Regions from separate parts of the Mus musculus genome. Here region 1 is linked to region 2. The links are chromatin contacts, called in public HiChIP or PLAC-seq maps. All regions are on one chromosome and are shown on one strand. Each heading gives the region's core, a stretch centred on a gene start, on an enhancer-like site or on the middle of the called end of the contact. The rest is flanking DNA. Distances are from core to core; before and after follow the strand shown. Region 1 overlaps Sacm1l (SAC1 suppressor of actin mutations 1-like (yeast)). Region 2 holds the start of Sacm1l (SAC1 suppressor of actin mutations 1-like (yeast)).

The links. HiChIP or PLAC-seq counts read pairs in DNA pulled down with a chosen protein or histone mark.
Region 1: an H3K4me3 HiChIP or PLAC-seq map of the SCID.adh cell line shows a contact between it and region 2, with 22 read pairs. The contact joins the enhancer-like site here to the promoter of Sacm1l in region 2. A contact is called at or near these places in 1 of 39 promoter capture datasets (the 3T3-L1 cell line), 1 of 15 datasets of contacts at CTCF or cohesin (CD8 T cells), 4 of 484 Hi-C or Micro-C datasets (the G1E-ER4 cell line, the HPC-7 cell line, macrophages and 1 more), 3 of 115 datasets of contacts at active chromatin or transcription factors (CD8 T cells, the SCID.adh cell line and embryonic stem cells) and 3 of 9 other capture datasets (adipose tissue, liver and pancreatic islet).

Annotation. Positions count from the first base shown.
Region 1 is chr9:123,575,916-123,578,619 of GRCm38.p6, reverse strand. It overlaps Sacm1l (SAC1 suppressor of actin mutations 1-like (yeast)), which reads right to left. Exons shown (of 20, transcript NM_030692.5): 12 at 1,564-1,643. Among named protein-coding and RNA genes, the nearest start is that of Sacm1l, 48 kb to the right of the region's middle. Within about 2 kb of position 1,384, at least 18 of the 459 cell types and tissues checked have an H3K27ac peak or open chromatin away from gene starts, as enhancers often do. A contact at or near this core is called in the G1E-ER4 cell line and the SCID.adh cell line, where this site is marked.
Region 2 is chr9:123,528,083-123,531,014 of GRCm38.p6, reverse strand. Sacm1l (SAC1 suppressor of actin mutations 1-like (yeast)) reads right to left here and starts at 1,262. Exons shown (of 20, transcript NM_030692.5): 1 at 1,094-1,262. The coding sequence starts at 1,125. n-TRacg2 (a tRNA gene) reads left to right here and starts at 1,518; the gene lies at 1,518-1,590.

The sequences.
Region 1 (2,704 bases), core at 135-2,634, 47 kb before region 2:
TGTGAGTGAAGCAGAGAAGTTGTGAAGTACTGAAGTGTACACTTCAGGAGGGGTACAAACAACTGAATAACACGTATTTTCTATCCCTGTATGCAAACAATGTGGTTCCTTCTCACCATTTTCCAGATCAGTATGTTCAAAGTACTGAAACTCAGCTCAGTCCATAGTGGATTAGGCTGGGTATCTGTTGTATACTAGGGGTTGTAAGACGTGCAGGGAAGCAAGACGGTCCCTGTAGTGTTAGCTACTGCCCAACTCAACCACCCCCATCCCCCCAAAAATCACAATCACTTTCCTTTACCAACATCTATACATGCATATGTATGTGCAGAGAAAATTTTGTCAATCTTTACAATAACCTAATATTTAAGAAGTGCAACTCTAGAGCCAGGTTATATCTAAATGTGACAGTGTCCTACCATTCCCTTGAGAAGGGGGAAAATCATTAGCCAAGCCCTGACTGTCAGTGGAGAAGACTGGCTACATGAAGTCTGGCATATACCCCAACTTCCTGCTTAGGATCACAGCGAGCAGGAGGCCTGGAAGGACTGTGCTCCCATCTGAAGAGTGAAAATGCAGACGTGTAGCAAACGCTGCCTTACTCTAGCTACAGAGTACAGGGCTCTGCGTGTAACAGGCTCTACCACCTCAATGGTTCTTAAGAGAGAACCACACCCCAGAGATTAGCACAAAAATACATGTGGGCCAGTGACAGGAAGCAAGGACGGGATCTTAAAAGGTAACCTCAATAAAAGTAGCACTATAAGTTATTTTAGTGCTATGATCAGAATTATCAGCTATAACCTTGGTTTTAACAGACCATCACACAGAGTATCTAAAACCACTGCCTTGTGACTTATTAGACAGGCAAAGATACTGCTTCCGATAAGAGTACTACACAAGCTAAACTGACCCAACCCGTGCAGTGGTAAAGACCACATCAAGATAAAAACTGAAATTCACGAGGCTGAAGAGATGGTGCAACAGCTAAGGGCATTGCTTGCTTTTCTAAAAGAGCCAGGTTTGATTACCAGTAACCACATGGCAGCTCACGACCATCTGTTACCCCCTCTAGGGCATTGAGTTCATGTTCCGGCTTCAGTGGGCAGAGCATGCATGCTCTGTTTAAAAGTATTTAAAACAAAAACCTACATTCCTGACCTAATAGGCCATTGCTTTGCAAAACTTTGGTGAGATTTTAACTGGGACCAAACATAAAATTACTCTGTAAAGTAAATTGTATCAGAGAAAATTTCAAACCAACCAAAAGTAAAATTATGCTTTTATCTGGTACTAAAAATATGCAAAAGCAGAGGACGAGAGTGATGGCTCAGCAGTCACAAGCACTTGCTGGTCTTCCAGATGACTCATATTCAGTAACCAGCATCCGTATTGGCTTGCTTACGTCTAACCTCCATGGGCACTCCACATGTGTGTACACACACACACACATACACACACCACACACATTTTTTAGATGCAAGTTGAAATATAATAGCATACTCTTTATATTCATACACATAATGTGCCTTGGAAGGATCTACAATGACATCCATGAGATACCTGATCATCCCACTTCCCAAGGAGGACACCATGTTTGCGAATGTTTGCTCAAGTGGTTTCTCTGATCCCTTGTGGTTCACCTGTGAAAAATTTAAAACAGCATGATTTTCTATTTAGATAGTGATGCCAGAAAAATAACAAGCACACTCTAATCTTTCATTTTGGCACAGAAACACCAGAAAGAAGAGGAACTCATCTGAACCCACTTTGTAGGACCTAGGGAAATGCAATCAAAGTTTACAGCAACAGTAAAAGTCTATCAAGAAAAGGCCACCTTCCACCCACAGAATACTGTCCTTTCTCCTCCACCACACAGGGTGATGAGTTCTGTGGGAAACACTAGCAATCTTGTTTCTTGCTCTCTTTGTCAAACCAGTAGATGCAGCCGATGTACACAAAACTGTACATACATGAAGGACTAAATTATCTGTGCTGTGTAACTGAATGAAGGTCAAAAAATATTGGACTGATTGTAAAAGCTACAGCTTCACTCTTACCCAGTGGAGACCTGGAGCAAGAGAGTCTTTCTGGACAGACACATAAAACAGGCCACCTAAAGTCCAGCAAGCCAAGTGATGCTCGTTAGAAAAAAGGGACATTCAGAGGCAGCAGTATATATGAAAGACTTCAGGAAATCACTTCCATACTCAGGCAAGAAACTGTCCAGAAAAATCCTACTACTGCAGACATCACTGCCCACTGCTCTCTAGCTTTGAAACTTATCTGGCTGGCAGGCAAATAGATGGCTGTCTCAGAACAGAGTCAGTTTGTAAAGAATGTTGTTATTTTATTCTTTTGTCTTTTCTCAATTCCTAAAATTCAATGAAATCTGGAAAAACATTAGCTGAACATACTAAAAGAGTCTTCAGTGAGCATATATGATGAGGAAAATCTTTGCAAAAGAGTCTGGAAAAGGTCTCACAATCAAATGGGTCACTATGATCTTTAAAAATCAAAAAACCAAAACAACAAAACCAACTGCAACCAGGCCTGGAAAGAAACCTGACCCCAGTGTTACCACATTATAATAATCTAAAATATAATTTTTAAGGAAATAGCCATACAAAGAAACAGGGAAAAAATGTCTTATCCAATACACCAAAATTTAAGATAAAATAAACAACGATAAAGGGGAATTCCA
Region 2 (2,932 bases), core at 13-2,512:
ACAACTATCAGGTGGACAATAACCTAATTTGCCAGTAAAGGACATGTGACTCGGGCCGGACATAGACCAGTAAGTACACTTTGCTTCAACTGTCACCAATAAGGTGATTATTCACTTTACAAAGGAAAACTAATTAAAAGAAATGTGGAAGGAAGGGTGGCGCTGGGCTTTTCAAAGAGAACTGTATGTAGCAAGCAGAAGAGGCATAAAGGGTGAACACAGCAAAACATGAAAAGTGTTGGGCAGATGGCCTCCCTCCAAATTCTGGACTCATAACTTTACACCTTCAGTTATTCATTGGGCGTACCCAAACTACATTTGTTTCCTGCAAACGAACTGGGATGTCTATGTCTAATTAACAGGATAATTTAACTTGGCTTTTCGAAAGTTATATTTGCTTCTGCTACTAAAGGCATTCCCAGACCGTGGTAAATTATTAAAGCGGTTAGGGCGAAGTTATTCACAAACAAGGAGTGTAGGTGCTGAGGGTAACACAAGAGAAATTATCCCCCATCTCCTCTAACCCAGGACGAGCCAAAGAGCTTATAAATGTCTATTTTTTTTTTTTTTTGCACCTCTAAACATCCAGTGGCTGGGCCTCAAAACCTCAAGTCCTGGCTTTGCCAAAACTCAACATTGCTACGCCAAAATAGAGGCGAGCCTACTGTAGCTGTCGACGCAGTCTGTTGGAATAAGCACAGTAAATTCGACCGGCCCTTAGGACATCTGACTAAATTATTGCTGCGCCCTAAGAAGGACCCGTCATTGAGACTCCCAGGCCCAGAAAGCCTGAAACCAAGAGAAAGGTTAGCTCTGCCGGCGGACGTCAGAGCACGCCCGGTGAAAAAGGCCTCTCCCGGAGGCCACCCAGGGAAAGCTGGCTGCAGCCTCCGGTGCTGCGGGCTGCGGCTCGGCTCACCGCGCCAGGTCCAGCGGCGGGCGAGGCTGCGGGACACTGGCCTACGCTGCAGCCAGGCTGGACGGGGAAAGCCCAGCCCGCGAGCTCGGCCGGTGCGGGCCGCACACTCCCGGGCCTCGGCGCCCGCTCGCCCCTCCGCCCTTCCTGTCAGCGGCCGCAGCCCGCGGGACTCACAGCTTCAGATGCTCGTAGGCTGCGGCCGCCATCGTGCAGCTTCCTCCTCTTCGCTCCACCCGCAGTGTAGCCCGCTGCCACCCCGGCTCCGCGGCGACCGCTCCCCAGGCGCGGTGGTCAAGGAGCCTCGGCCTGGCCCCACCCCCTCCCGGGTCCGCCTCTCGGGCGAGCACGGGAGCCGGCGGCGGACAAACCAGTGAGCTGCGAGGCACGCCTCCGATGCGCGGATTGGAGCGGACCAAAGAACGCCGTGACGTCGCCTCTGGGGATTGGTGTAACGCGTTGCAGAGAAAGGCGGAGTCCCGGTAGCTTTGCACTGAGTCGCGACATTCAACAAACCGACCAGACTGAGGTTAGAAGCAGGAAGCATAGTGAAGCTGTGTAATTGGAGATCACTTATCGTGGAGGAGGCCTCCTCAGCACCGGGCCAGTGGCGCAATGGATAACGCGTCTGACTACGGATCAGAAGATTCTAGGTTCGACTCCTGGCTGGCTCGACGTGTGCGATCTTTTTCCTGAACCTTGGAAGGCCTGCTTGAAAAGGATCATAGCTAGATTGTCAAGGTCAAATGTCTTACGTTTTAATGTTGCTTTGCGAAAAAATAATACCTTCTTGGCTGTATTTGAAACCCGGAGTTACCTAAAACGGTTTGCAAGTTTCCTAGCTCCCCTGTTCTTAAAATTGCGCAGGAGTCTGGAAATGTACTCTTACGAAAACACTCTTGAGAGTGGAGGTTTGCAATCAGGGACAGGGACATGCGTGGCCAATGTCTTCCCACCCGATGACGGAAAAATCTCACCGAAAGCTCCTAGCTGGTAGAACACAGACGGCACTGACATGAGAAGGGCGTAGCTTCTGCTCTTCATGATTGGTACAGCGGCCTTGGCTAGCTCCGCTTGCAAAGCCGACCTAGCCTCCACTGCACAAGGAAACCTTAAAAATTCGGGGATTTCGCAGTAAGAGGCCCAGAAAAACGAGTACATGAACATTTTACGTAAGACCTGAGATAGCCAGAAACAGATGTGACGAAGGTGGATCGGGAGCAGGGCTCAGCCTATTCATTAACCAGTCACTCCATGATTAAGTTGTCCTAGAAAACATACCCCACTCCCCAGGAGTTTATTAAAACTGTATCAGATAAAGGAAATTATTGGGGCAGAATTAGACCAAGGACCAAGGGGTGTGGCTCACTCCTGCAGTCCATACTGCTGGATATAGACCAGGCCAAATGGCTGCCTTTGCTTTCCAGAGTACTGGAATTTAAGGTACAAGATACCATACCAGGCTTCTACACTTCTGAGGATTTAGTTTGCTTTTAATGAAGTTATAGTGGGTTGTTTCTCGAGACCGGGTTTCCCTGTGTAGTTTTGACTGTCCTGGAACTTGCTCTGTAACCAGGCTGGCCTCCAACTCAGAGATCCCTGCCTCTGCCTCCTGAATACTGGTGTAAAAGCACGCACCACTACTGCCCAGCTAACAGTATTTTTTGTTTGCTCTTTAATTTTTTGTCTGAGATTTGAGATCATTAATATGCATTGTTGTCAGTTTTAGCACTTAAAAAAAATGAGGGTTTTTTTTTTTTGTTTTGTTGTGTGTTTTGTTTTGAAGGGTGTGTGTGATGTGTGTACGTGCAGAGGGGGGAGGGGAAGAGAAAGAGAGACTGACTGAGGCTGTCTTATATAAGACAGTGGGCCTTTACTTGGCTATGGAAATGGACTTGGAACTCTGATTCAAGCTCCCAAGGTGCTGAGGTTATAAGCAAGCACCACCAACCACACCTGGTTTAAGAGTTCTTGCTTTAAGATGTTCTATTTGGGTGGATAAGTGGACACTTTAAA